Linked DNA regions of Sus scrofa: all the other regions are linked to region 1. A link is a contact called in public Hi-C data. All regions are on one chromosome and are shown on one strand. The core of a region is the stretch at or near the end of the contact, and the rest is flanking DNA. Distances in the headings are between cores, read along the strand shown.

Region 1 (4,501 bases), core at 1,048-3,547:
GGGGCAGGGATCGAACCCGCAACCTCATGGCTCCTCGTCAGATTTGTTAACCCACTGAGCAGGGGCAGGGATCGAACCCGCAACCTCATGGCTCCTCGTCAGATTTGTTAACCCACTGCACCACGACTGGAACTCTTGCTCTTCTCTGTCTTTGTCAACCACTCTTCCCCTCCTTCACTCGGCTCCAGCCCTATGGTCCTCTGGCTGTTTCTTTCTTTCTCTCTCTCTTTTTTTTTTTTTTTTTTTTGTCTTTTTGTGTTTTAGGGCAGCACTGGCGGCATATGGAGGTTGCCAGGCTAGGGGCGGAATCAGAGCTACAGCTGCCGGCCTATGCCAGAGCCATAGCAACGAGGGATCCGAGCCACGTCTTCGACCCACACCACAGATTACGGCAGCGCCAGATCCTCAACCCACTGAGTGAGGCCAGGGATTGAACCCGAGTCCTCATGGACACTAGTCAGGTTCGTTCACCACTGAGCCATGACAGACACTCCCTCTGGCTGTTTCTTAATTTTTTTTTTTTGGCTGCGGCATATGGAGGTTCCCAGACTAGGAGTCAAACTGGAGCTACAGCTGCCAGTCTATACCACAGCCACAGCAACTCGGGATCCAAGCCTCATCTGTGACATACACCACAGCTCACAGCAACGCCAGAATCTTAACCCACTGAGAGAGGCCAGAGATTGAACCAGCATGCTCATGTATACTAATTGGGTTCATTACCACTAAGCCACAACGAGAACTCTGTCTGGTTGTTTCTTTTTCCTTTTCTTTTCTTTTTTCTCTTTTTGTCCTTTTAGGGCTGCACCCACAGCATACAGAGGTTCCCAGGCTAGGAGTCGAATTGGAGCTGTAGCCACTGGCCTACACCACAGCCACAGCCACAGCAACACCAGATCAGAGCTTCGTCTGTGACCTACACCACAGCTCAGGGCAATGCTGGATCCTTAACCCACTAAGTGAGGCCACGCATTGAACCTGCATCTCATGGATACTAGTCAGATTTGTTTCCACTGAGCCACGATGGGAACTCCATTATCTGGCTGTTTCTTTAAATCATCAGGTATTCTACCTCAGGACCTTTGCACTTGCTCAGCTTCCAGAGAGCTATGTGGCTTGCTCCCTCACTCTGTTCAGGTCTCTGCTCAAATATCACATTAGAGATCTTCTCTGATCTCCCTCTAAAAATAGGGCAAGCCCAGCCTTTGCATGGCTCTTCCTGCTTTGTTTTCCTCTACCTTACATTGTTGTCACCTTACATACATTTATGATTTGCTGAATCAATTAGTGACCTGAAACACAGAGACCCCCTCACCACTGGCAACCACCTCCTGCTCTAAGTATAGCCTCCTGTGACCCTTGTTCATATGGGGTGATTTTTCTGTGGAGGCATCAGGCATCTTCCCCGATGTAAAAATCAAACGCACTGACAGGCACAAAGCCTGGAAATCTTGAACTGCTTGGGCCAAACAGCCAAGCCAAGTTCCACCCACAGAACTTTAGTAGCCAGCACAGTCGGTTTCACTTTCAACTCACCTATCAGGCTCCTCTGGCCCTCAGGTTTGCAACCCCACCCCATCCCTTTCCCACCCTGTGCATCCCCCCACACTCTGTCATCCCTTTGGGGAGCTTATCTAGAATCCAAGCGGTCCCTGAGCTTTCAGGCACTGCTTTGGGGGAACTTCAGCTCATCCAACAGGTAGGAGGGGCAGAAGCTAGCCTCTTTAGCCTTGCATTTATCCCCCATTTTGTAGGGGCTAAGCGACAGGGCGTCATTTTCTTTCTGGAGGAATGGAGTTTAGTTTTAATGGCATGTTTCTCTGACGGGGCAGCAGGGGTTAAGAAGGGAACCCTCCCACCATTCGCCGAGATGGACCTTTGCAAGTGGTGGCAGTGGCGATGGTGAGGCACCGGAGGCAGGAGGGGAAAAGAGAGAGGACGCAGATACATCCCTTGGCCCCGGGAGTGGACGAGATGCTTCCTCGACAAGGAGGCGCAGAGGATGCGGCCCGGGAGAATTCCGAGCCAGAGCTCCGGGGGAAGCAGGGGATCTCGACAGGCTAGGGCCAGGGTTTGGGGAAGAAGGGGGTCTGCGGGGCGGAGCTGGGGATCCCAGGGATGGGAGCCCCGGGCGGGAGGGGGTCGCGCCGGGGAGGGGAGACCCCGTGGCCGTTACCTTGCCCTTAGGGCTGCGGGCGGGGCTGAGGGCCGGCGGGTGCTGGCTCCCGGGCCCGGCCCCTCCCCCGATCCGGCTCCTACGGCTCGGAGCCTGCAGCCGCCGCCGCCTCCGCTGTCAACAAACCCGGGGCGCGTCACTTCCGGGGCCGCCCCTTAGCAACCGCGAATGGGTTCCCCCGACCGGTTCCGCGGCGAACCGGGGCGACAGCGGCCGAAGGTTCCGGGGCTCCGCGGCGGCTCCAATCCCGGACGACTCCGATCCCGCCGGGTTTGCGGATGGAGCGGGGAGCATCTGGTCTCCGTTCCGGTCCTGATCGCGCTCCTCACGGGCTCTCGCTGGGCTCCGGGGACGGGGTGGGAGCCTCTCGGTGACACCGGCTTCCGGGCCTGCTCCGGCCTGCGGTTCCCCAGATCCCAGGGAACGGTTAGGGGCGGACTGACTCCACCTTCCTCGTCAGCACGGACGTGCCTCCGAGCCAAGCCCCTGCCTCCCGCGCCCTGTTGAACATCTACCCCTGGCTTCTCCGCAGGTAGCTCACACCCACGCGTCCAAAAGCGGACACCATCTTACCCCTCCGCGCTGCTACTTCTCCAGCCCCGGCAGCTCGGCTGTCGCCTGGGAAACAGGGAGTTGGCCTTGGCCGCTTGGTTTTCCTTAGCGCCTCATCCATGCGTCTGGTCCTAAGGGTCTCAAACCAGCCCCTCCCCTCCTCCTCCGGTAGTGCCCGGCTCTGTCCCCCACCATTTCTTCTCGGGATTTCTGCAACAGCCCCCTAACGGAACTCCCTGCTCCTTCTTCTCATTCTCTCCACAGTTCCAGAGTGAGTTTTCCAAAACGAATAAGTCTGGTCTGAGCCCTGCCCTGCCTTCCACCCTCAAGGTAGACGTCAAGGATAATCTGTCCCCGTCTCTCTCTCTCCAGCCTCTTGTCCCTCTCCCCCTCGCTCCCCGCCCCGCTTTCGTTCTCCATTTAAGAAAATTTGAAGCATTTTTGGTTCTTTTAAAGATCCCCTCGGAGTTCCCGTTGTGGCTCAGTGATTAACGAATCCGATCAGGAACCATGAGGTTGCAGGTTCGATCCCTGGCCTTGCTCAGTGGGTTAAGGATCCGGCGTTGCCGTGAGCTGTGGTGTAGGTCACAGACGTGGCTCGGATCCCGCGTTGCTGTGGCTGTGGCGTAGGCCAGCGGCTACAGCTCCGATTGGACCCCTAGCCTAGGAACCTCCATATGCTGTTGGAGCCGCCGGAGAAATGGTAAAAAGACAAAATAAATAAATACATAATAAAGATCCCCTCCTCTCGCATAGACTCAAGTAAGTTTTTCCGTACCAAACTCTTCTTGCTCCCATCTGTATCCAGTATACACTCCTCCTGCTTCTAGTCTCAGTTTAGAGTCTCCTTTTCTTTTTTTTTTTCTTTTCTTTTTTTTGTCTTTTAGTCTCTTTCTAGGGCCGCACCTGCGGCACATGGACGTTCCTAGGCTAGGGGTCCAATCAGAGCTGTAGCCGCTGGCCTACGCCAGAGCCACAGCAACGCCAGATCTGAGCCACATCTGCAACCTACACCACAGCTCAGGGCAACGTGGAAGCCTTTAACCCACTGAGCGAGGCCAGGGATCAGATGGGCAGCCTCATGGTTCCTAGTCGGAATCGTTTCTGTTGCTCCAAGGCGGGAACTCCCTAGAGTCTACTTTCTTAAGGAACCTTTTCTTGAGGACCCTCTTCCCAATTCTCATAAACTAATTTTGTGGATGTTTTCCTTCTGCATAGTATCTTTTAGTCTTGGACCATATGTAGGTGTGTTCGCACAATTTTGAATCCTTTAAAAAGTCTATTGAGGAGGAGTTCCCTTTGTGGCTCAGTGGTTAACGAATGTAGGCTGGGGCTACAGCTCCAATTCAACCCCTAGCCTGGGCACCTCCATATGCCACAGGTGTGGCCCTAAAAAGCAAAAAATGCAAAAAAAAAAAAAAAAAGTCTATTGAGGGTGTTCTCTGGTGGCCTAGGGGTTAAGGATCTGGCATTGTTGCTGCTATGGCTTGAGTTCCCCTCGTGGCTCAGTGGTTAACGAATCCCATCAGGAGTCCGGGAACTCCCTCATACTGAGGACAAAAAAAGGAAAAGAAAAAAGAGGAGTTCCTCTTGTGGCTCAGTGGAAACAATCTGACTAGGAACCATGAAGTTGCAGGTTGGATCTCCTGGCCTCACTCAGTGGGTTAAGGATCTGGCATTGCCGTGAGCTGTGGTGTAGCTCCCAGACGTGGCTAGGATCCCACATTGCTGTGGCCGTGGTGTAGGCCGGCAGCTATAGCTCTGAGTCAACCC
Region 2 (4,621 bases), core at 207-2,706, 88 kb after region 1:
GGGCAACTTTAAAAAAAATTGAAGTATAGTTGATTTACAATGTTGTGGTGGGCAACTTTCTTCACTTCTCTGCACTTACTGATCTGTAAAATGGGGCTAATTGGCATGTAAAGCAGGCCAGGTGGGAGCACTCAGCGTCAGTCATTGTAGTTAGTTCTACAGGAGGGGACATGGAGGCTCTGGGAGGTATGTGCCTGGTCCAGAGTCTCAAGGCTGGAAGAAGCAAGTCTTGGGCTCCAGATTGGGTTCTGGGCTCCAAAGCGCGCTTCTCTTCATTCTACACTATGGTTGTCTCCTGACCATTCCAGCCAATAAACAGTTACTGGATTCTGCTGTGTGTCAGGTTCCAAGTGAATTGTGTGGTTGATAACAAAACAAAAACAAACAAACAAACAAAAAGGCTTCTCAAGAGGGGGATAAGCAAGAATGATGGCATTAGTGTAAACTCCTCCAGGGCTCAAATTCCAGCTTTTTCATTTCCTGGCTATGCGACATTACTAAGGTCCCTAATTTCTCAGCCTGGTTCCTCCCGTAATGGGGAAATACAAGACCTTCCAGCAGGAGAGCTGAAAGCACGCACCTGTCAGCCCTAGATAAACCAGAACCGGTCATTATTCTCATCTTCCCACTTTATTTTTAACCAACCTGTGCACTCGGTAGTAAATTCTTCCCCCATGTCCAGATCCCCAGGATCCCGGTTCTCCTGTTCGAGGCCACCCCAGTGAACAACTTCTCTCGCATTTATTTGACAAGGCGGCTGGTTCACACACCCGCAGACACCCGTACCCCTCCCCACAACACGTTCTTTCAAAACAATCGGTAGTATGATTAACGCTGTTCTTTTCGCTCCTTCCTTTTCCCATCTAAGTTATCTTGGAAGTCGTCCCATATTAGTGCGTATTGAACATTTTTCTTTTTAGTGGAGGCACTGTCTTTCAATGTACGGATTCTGTCTTAACGTGGTTGCCGTTACTATTATCAATCTGGATACTCCGAGGGCTCGGGATCCATAGAGCTGGAGTCCGGCACCCCGTTCCAGACCCGGCTCTGCTCAGATTTCGTCCAGTTGCATTGGGTTCTCTCTTCCCCACCGACTGCTGGGGGTGGGGGAGTGGGGGATGGGGGTGCAGAGAGGATCAGCCCGGAAGGTCCCTGTGTCCGAGTGCGGGTCAGCGAGAAGCGCGCGCAACGGCTCCCGGCTGGGTCAACCTTTCAGCGCAAACGAAGCGAGGGGTCTGGCACAATCGAGCTCGGAACCAGTTACCAGGCCCTCCCGCCACGCCACCTGACTTCGGGGCAGCAACGCTCAGGCAGCAGCTACTCACCCCCGCCTCGGCCGCTTCACCCTTCGTCCCCAAGCCGGCAAGGTTACAGCAGTCCCTGTCCCTTTAAGGGGGCCGAACCCCGGCTCCGCTACTTCCGCCCCAAAGCAACATGGCGCCAGCAGGGAGAGGAGGAGGAGGTGAAGGCTTGGAGACTGCGCCCCTCAAAAAGATGGCAACACCCTGGCCGCCGCGTTCGCGCCCGACGGTGACGTCACTTCCGGGGCGGAGGAGGCTGAGTGGTGCAGTGAGGGACAAACAAAAGGAGGCGCCGGAGGGGCGCTGCAGCCGGCGGCGGGACGGCGAGGCGGGGGCTCGGAGCTGCCGGCTGGGCGGCCGGGCGCGGCGGGCTCAGGTAAGAGAGTGGGGAGGGGAAGGGGGCACGAGCTGTCACCTCTCGAAATCCACTCCTATACGTCCCCGGCCAGCTGTCCGGCCCCGGGCGCCCTGGACAGGTCGGGTTCTGCCCGCCGGGGCCGGCTCCCTGGAGGCCTCCTGCCGCAGCTCAGTTCGGCCTTCCTCCGGGTTCCCCATCCCCGGGGTCGCTGGGGCCCCCACCCTCTCCGCGGTGCCGCGGCGCGCGAGCCCCCTCCCAGGCACCCCAGTGCCTCCTTGCGCTCTACATACCGGGAGTTTCCGCCTCGGCTCCCCCAGGTCCCCTTGTCATCCCCTGGGTTCCCCCAGATCCTCACCCCTCCACACACACATACCCCCTTCCTAGAGGTTCCACCTCTGGGATCTCTTCTTGGTAGTTTTTTTTTTTTTTTTCGTTTTCAAAAAAGCCCCTTCTCCTGGGCTTCTGACACCCCCCTCTTTCCTGGACCCCTCCCTCTCCTTGATCCGGCGGGAACTGTGCCCTGATCTGGGGCAGATCCCTGGCTAGGTTCTTGGGGGCTCTCTGGACTGAGATTCCTGGGAAACCTGGTCCAGGGTCCGAGGCTCTGGACCCTACAGATGTCCTGTGCATCCAGATGGGCGGGAGAGCCAGGTCTGATGAGGTCCAGGCTGGAGGTCCAGCAAAGTTGGCTCCCAAGGTGAAGGAGCTGAGCTGCCGGCATTTGAGGTTCATGATGATTCTGCTCCTTTTGTAGACTGCTTCTTTCCCCTGGTCTGGACTGGAGTGAACCAAGATTGAGCTGGTTCTTAGCTGATGCAACTGCTGCCTTTTTTGGGAAGAAGGAGTGGTGGTTGGGGGGTGTCTGGCAACCTCCTCCTGCTGGAGATTTGGCTGGAGAGGGGGGCAGCCCTTGGTGACCACACTCCTCCTTGATGGAGGCTTCCCTACCCCCCAGGAACCTTTTGAGGATGAAGAGGGAGAGAGCTTGATGAGGGAAGGGGAATTTGGATCTCAACTACAGAGGAAGGCTGGGACAGCTGAAAAGCTCCCAAAGGCCTCTCCCACCTTTTCCATTACGAGTGCTTTTTACCCCTGCCAAACTGTATCCTGCCCTCTGAGCAGACCGTCTGGCAGACAGACAGACTGGAGGCAGGAGGAGGAGGTCCGATGCTGTGATCCTTCCTGTGGAGGGACGGGGCAGTGGGAGTTTGTTCAGAGGAACTGGGCAGTGCCTGTGGCCCAGTCACACTGGCATTGCTTCCATGAAGGTCACGTTTTCTTCTGGCTCACAAGGGGAGGGAAGGACAGCTGACTGGTGCCAGAGGACTGGCTTTTGGAGAGGTGCTGGGGTAGGAATACTGACCGCTGCCTCCCTGTCTCCCAGTTTTAGCCATTCTTTGGGGTTAGCTTGAATGCCCCTCGCCTTCCAGGGGCTGTGGGCCACAGAGCAAGGGCCCGAGAAATGTTCATGACTTCCCCCAGATGCTCCATCCCCGGGACACACCTACTAGGAAGCCGTTTCCTCTGCACACTTTCAGTGGCCTTTCTGGACTGGGGTGGGGGTGGGGCGTGGGGTGGACTGCCCCTGTAGGTCAGGACTCAGGTCAGAACTCGGCCGGACCTTGGGTTGCTGCCTGGCTTGGTCTGGACCTCGCCTCTAGGAGGTGGAGGAAAAGAATCAGCCTGGTTCCTGACGCCCTCTCCCGAGAGTGGAGGTGATGGATTTTTCCAGGCTGATGGTCTGAGACCTCGTGGGGCGTCAGCTAGATTGGAGGTGGGGCCCTAAAGCCCAGCACAGCATCGTTCTGTCCCTTGACTCATTCATTCATTCCCTCAGCCATCCTTTGGTAAGGGCCTGGCCTGGGCCGGCAGTGGTACTAGGAGAACAGAGTCACTGGCCACGGTCTGGGAGGAGAGGCAGGCAGGAGAACGTTGATACAGCGGCCGGCATAACACTAGCAATGTTCCAGAGGCAGCCAGAGGACGAGGACTTAGCTGGGGTGAATACATAGGGGGAGGTCAGCTAGTGTTTCCTGCAAGAGGAAGGGTTAGGAGACTCCTCTGCCAGGGAGTCTAGAGGCCTGAGTTCTGGGCCCGCCTCTGTCCCGGACAAGTGACAGGACCTCTCAGCCTCCGGGTTGTGGGGGCGGGGGGGATCCCACTCCTTGCTGAGGGGGGTGGAGGTGGAGGCCGGCTCCCCTGGCTTCTGTTCCTCTATAGCCCCTGGCGCTTCACTGCCTAGCTGTCATCACCCTGTGCAGTATTGCCCCGTTGTTGACTGGCTCCCTGTGAGGCTGGGGACCGTCTCCTGCCTCTTTCCCCCAGCCTAGTGTCCACCATCAAGTAGCTGTGATACCTGCTCAGTGGTGTCAATGGCTGGAAGGCTCCACAGTCCCTTTGTGCAGCCGTGTCCATTCCCCCCCCAACCCCTTGCTCCCTTCCCGCTAATGCCTCCTTATCCTTTGGCCTTCCCTGCCTGATGGCTGGGTCATGCTTCCAGTTCCTGGCTGGTTTGGGCTGCCCCAGCCTGTAGTCCGATTGCACCTCTCTCTCTCCTACCCAGCTTGTCTTGTTCACTCTTGTGGACCGTTCTGAGCAGACTGCCTGGCATGTAGTAGGTGCTCACTAAATGCTTCTTAACTACAGGTGATGGCTGGCTTTTGTGTTTGCGTGGACGTTGTATGTCTGGGCCGGGGCCATGTCTCTGCCCGGATCCAGCTCACCCCGCTGTAGCTGACCTCTCCCCACTTCCGCCTCCAGTCCCAGATCTGGCCAGGCTGGACCGCTCAGCGCTCTCTAGATGTCCTCTTCTCTCCCCTCCAGGCAAACATGTGCCGTTCCTTCTGCCTGGAATGCTCTTTCTCAGCTCCCGCTCTTCCCCAGGAGTCAGCTCAGGCAGCGCCCGACCCTGCTAGCCTGGGCCTAGTGCTTCTGCTTTGTGCCATAGGGTCGGGGCTGCCCC
Region 3 (4,597 bases), core at 926-3,425, 91 kb before region 1:
GCAGAGTAACGTGGGAAGTACTCTGAAGCTAGATCAAATCTGGTTTGAGAACTGCGAAATGTTGGCTTGAGGCAAATCCTCAAGAGTAGGACTTCAGGAGTTCCCACAGTAGCACAGTGCACTAAGGTTCCAACTGCAGGGAGTTCTCTTCATGGCTCAGTAGTAACGAACCCACTCCACTAGTAACCATGAGGACGAGGGTTCAATCGATGGCCTTGCTCAGTGGGTTAAGGACCCGGTATTGCCGTGAGCTGTGGTGTAGGTCACAGACGCGGCTCTGATCCCGAGTTGCTGCGGCTGTGGTGTAGGCCAGCAGCTGCAGCTCCTATTCGATCCCTAGCCTAGCAACTTCCATCTGCCACAGGTGCAGCCCTAAAACACAATCTGAATGCAGCAGCTCCAATTGCTTCGAGGGGGTTAAAGGATCTAGTGATGCTGCAGCTGCCGCTCAGATTCAATCCCTGATGAGGGAACTTCCTTATGCCATGGGTTCAGCCATGAAAAAAAAAAGAAAAAAGAGAGTAGACTTCGTGGAAATGTCACTGGCGTTGCTGAGGATGTAGGCTCTGCAGGTTCAAACACCTGTGTGGCAAGTGAACCCTGTTTCCTCTTCTGGGAAATATGCAGCCCCCCTGTAACGCTCATTTTTACTGAGGAAAAGCCAACATCCTTACAATGATCTGCAAGGTCCTACACCTGACCTGCCTCTCCTTACCCTCTCTGACCTCACCTGGGGCCATTCTCCTTCCTCTCCAGCCCCATCCGCCTCCTCACGCATCAGATGTGCTCCAACCCCAGGGCCTTTGCACCTGAAGTTGGCTCTGCCTGGAGGGTTCTAACTCAGGTATCCACTTGGCTAAATCTCTCGCTCCTCCAAATTGTTGTTGAAACATCACCCTCTCAGGGAGGCCCGCCCTGCAGCCCACCCTCAAATCCCCAACCCGGTCTTTCTAATCCCGCACCCTTTTCCCTTTGTCCATGGCACTACTGCCTCTAACACACGCTGCAATTTATTTATAACGGACATTGTTTATTTTCTGTCCCCTGCAAAACTACGGCTCCAGGACGGAGCTCCAGCACTGTCGACTGATGAATCATCAGCGCCAGAACAAGTCTCTCCACACCTACAAAACCTACACCCAGACCCCTCAGAAGCCCTGCCCTCATCTCAGACAATCTCGTCTGTGTGCTTTGGGTCCAACTACGTACTCGAAAGCCGGCGTATCTCGACCTTAAGATGCAGCTCGGGCATTTTACTAAGTGAAAGTCAGTCTGAAATGCCTAAAAACTGCAGTTCACACAAAGACCTCCACAAAGTGGGGTCTTTAGAGGTTTTTAAAGAAAAACCCTTTCTGTTGGTAGTCAAAGACTGGGGAAATTGGGACAGAGCATCCCAAGAGTTAGTTTCTGTGCATTAAAATGTAAAAATTAAACGGTGGGACCCGAGAACCTGGCCTGGTGGCCGCGCGCCATCCCTCACCCTCCCGCCCGCGTCCCCCCGAGCGGAGCCCGCGCCCTCACCGTCTCCCCGCGGATGCCCTGGACGGTCCTCCACTGCGAAGGCACCGACGCTACGCCCAGGGTCTCGTCCTGCAGCGGCCCGGGCCGCTCGGGCCCCTCGGGACTCGCAATCCCGCGGGTCGCCAGCGCCTCAGCACCCGCCCTTCCCGCCGGGAAGAGTTGCCCTCTCAGCGCGCAGGTTGCCATGGAGACGGCCCCGCCTCCTTACGCCGGCGCACTCCGCCGCGACCTTCGTCCCTGCGCCTCCAGAGCGGAAGACTGAGGAGATGAGGCTATCGGCGCCATTTTTGAATTTGTCAGAGCGCCTCCTTCCAAGACCCGAGAAGAAAAGATAAATGACTCTTTTCCGACGATGCGACAAGCAGTACTACTTTTGCATTCTCCAACTCCAGAGGGAGCACGCTTAGGGCATGCGCAGCTGCTCTGGAGAAGGGGGACGGGAAGTGCGGATGCAGGGCGCAAGTGCCAGCTTCAAAGATGGCGCTGGGCGGCCAGGCGCAGAGACGAGGGCGGGAGTCTGCGGCCGCGGCGGGCTGGAGAGTTGCGGACTTAGAGGTGCAGTGCTGGCAGTGCAGCCGGATGCTCCAGCAGAGCCCTACGACCCCATGGCTCCAGTTGGCGGCCACCTCAAAGCCAAGTGGTCTCCCTCTTACCATTTTCTGCCTCAATAAAATGGCGATTTTAAATGTCCACATGTAGATCCAGAGTGTGGTTGCGTAGTTGAAAGGCCCAGATGAGGTCGGATATAGAAAAATGCTTAAGCCAAAATTAAAGACCCGAACAACTACCCCATTATTGAGTGTTTATCATGTAGCAGGTCGAGTCCACAGTTTTCTGTATGTTGATCCTAATAACTCCTCAAACTAACTCTATGAAGAATCAGCTGTTACATGTCCCATGAGGGTGGTTGATGGTCAGAAAAGTAACTGCTCCAGATCAGCTACATCGTATTTGCCCAAGATCTCGGGGGCAGCTGCTTGGCCCAAGGCCCTATTCTGAGACTCCTAGCAAGAGTCCTCCGGCCAGGTCCTCTGGGCCACTTTCCTCCTATCCCTAAACTCTCAGAGGGTTGTAAATCTGCCCAATCAGAGGCCCCTCTGCACCACTTCAGCACTGAGTTCTCATCAGGACCTTTTTCCAGCCAAGGCCTTGAGGACTGATTAGATTAGGGATGGGGGGGCAGTGGGAGAGGAGGCATGGAACGCAACAGGAATTTCTTCCTAAAAATAAAATGGAACCAGATAGAATTCTCCTTGTGAGGCCCTCTTAACAGAAAAATTTGCAAACACCACCAAGAATTCCAAAAATCATACTCAGAAAAGAAGTTCAAGGCTGTAGGAGTCAGAATGCCTGGATTTGAAGCCTGACCAGTGCTTTGTCCCTTTAATAGACTTGGTACCTCTTTGGGCCTTGGTTTCCTAGACATAAAATGAGACTGCAAAAGGCTAAGGCCAGTAGGACCTGCTTTACCTGATAAAGGAAGGAGAATATTTCAAGAAGAGAAGGATAGTCCCAGGTATTCAGTGCCCCAAACAATTTCAGTAGAGTTGTGGGAACAAAAGCCAGCCTGCAGAGGGTTTAGGAGGAAGTAGAGAAAGTAATGGATATTATTAGGAAGCTCAACACAGGAAGTAAGTATGAGTGAAAATAGGCAAAATCTAACAAACTGGACTGTAATTTGACATTAAAGTGAGCCTCCTCTTTAATCTAGAAATCTTACTTCTGGGAATTTTTCCTGAATCAACAATAACAGCTTCAGGAGTTCCCATCATGGCACAGTGGTTAATGAATCCAACTAGGAACCATGAGGTTGTGGGTTCGAGCCCTGGCCTTGCTCAGTGGGTGAAGGATCTGGTGTTATCATTAGCTGTGGTGTGGGTTGCAGACACGGCTCAGATCCGGCGTTGCTGTGGCTCTGGTGTAGGCCAGTGGCTACAGCTCCAATTAGACCCCTAGCCTGGGAACCTCCATGTGCCACAGGAACAGCCCTAGAAAAGGCAAAAAGACAAAAAATAATAATAGTAATAATAAAATAAAAACAATTACAGATTTGCACAGACATTGAGACCCAAGGATATTCAGCAATTATTCATTTACAGTAGTATTACTATGATAACAGCAAGATTCTGCAGTCAGCCTAAATTTCTAAGCAAAGTCATGGCACACAACAGGTGTTCACTAAATATTTGAGAAAGAATGGACACTGAGCCTTTGGTTGAGTTTTTCTAATACATGGTATTAGAATCTCAGGTGGCCATTAAGAGTGTTGTTACACTGCTCTTTAAATGTGGCAAAATGTTTGCAGCATAGTAAAGCTTTTATAAAATCCAATTTATGTACATTGCATCTTATCCTATTTTTATAACAATATATGTATCTTTTTCCTTTTTTATTTTTATTTTTTGGCTGGGCCTGTGGCATGTAAGCAAAAGTTCCCAGGGCCACGGATCAAACCCCACCACAGCAGTGACAACGCTGGATCTTTAACCTGCTAGGCCACCGTGGTACTCCACAATATATATTTCTAACAAAACCCAGAGGCATGGATCCAAATATGGATAACAGCTGCTCCTGGGTAATTTAGGTTTTTATTTTTCTCTCTTTGTAGGGTTCAAGTCTTATTGTGGTTTATTTGTGATTAGAAAGGAGGGAATGAAAGAACAAAGGTTTGCTGTGTCAAGTATTACACAGGACAGCTGGGGAAACGTTTCCAGGGTGGGAGAGTCTTGAGCAGGCACTTGTGCCAGAAAGGAGGAGGCTGGAAGGGGAGCAAGGCTCACTGGAGGAGGAAGAGGAGGAGAAGCAGAAGCAATTGGACAGGAAGTGGCCCTGTGGTGCTTGGGCAGGGGTGGGGGTGGGAGGCTCTTTCTCCCATTCTGAAGCTGCAGGCACTCTGGCCATTCCTTTACCCTGACAGCAAATCAAACTCCTCCGCCAGACCTCTGGCCTCCGTGCACCTTCCCTCCACCTAGAGCACTCCTTCCTGCCCTCCTGACCTTCATGCCTCCTTGGAAGTGTTATTTACTACGGGGGCCAGATCTCAAGCCCATTGCTGGCTCTCAGGGGATTGAGTTTA

What was found. Hi-C and Micro-C count contacts between places; a contact is called where the count stands out from the background.
Region 2: a Hi-C map of skeletal muscle shows a contact between it and region 1, with 3 times the contacts expected there. The contact joins the promoter of KYAT1 here to the promoter of ZER1 in region 1. A contact is called at or near these places in 2 of 5 promoter capture datasets (fetal liver and liver), 5 of 47 Hi-C or Micro-C datasets (heart right ventricle, liver and skeletal muscle) and 2 of 2 datasets of contacts at active chromatin or transcription factors (alveolar macrophages and skeletal muscle).
Region 3: a Hi-C map of liver shows a contact between it and region 1, with 2.9 times the contacts expected there. The contact joins the promoter of WDR34 here to the promoter of ZER1 in region 1. A contact is called at or near these places in 2 of 5 promoter capture datasets (fetal liver and liver), 13 of 47 Hi-C or Micro-C datasets (alveolar macrophages, blood, embryonic fibroblasts and 6 more) and 2 of 2 datasets of contacts at active chromatin or transcription factors (alveolar macrophages and skeletal muscle).

The regions. Positions count from the first base shown.
Region 1 is chr1:269,119,582-269,124,082 of Sscrofa11.1, forward strand. ZER1 (zyg-11 related cell cycle regulator) reads right to left here and starts at 2,298. Exons shown (of 16, transcript NM_001244486.1): 1 at 2,177-2,298.
Region 2 is chr1:269,208,097-269,212,717 of Sscrofa11.1, forward strand. KYAT1 (kynurenine--oxoglutarate transaminase 1) reads right to left here and starts at 1,457. Exons shown (of 13, transcript XR_002337758.1): 1 at 1,326-1,457. It overlaps LRRC8A (volume-regulated anion channel subunit LRRC8A), which reads left to right and starts at 1,564. Exons shown (of 4, transcript XM_001928850.6): 1 at 1,564-1,677.
Region 3 is chr1:269,028,803-269,033,399 of Sscrofa11.1, forward strand. WDR34 (WD repeat-containing protein 34) reads right to left here and starts at 2,176. Exons shown (of 9, transcript XM_005660487.3): 1 at 1,522-2,176. The coding sequence starts at 1,707.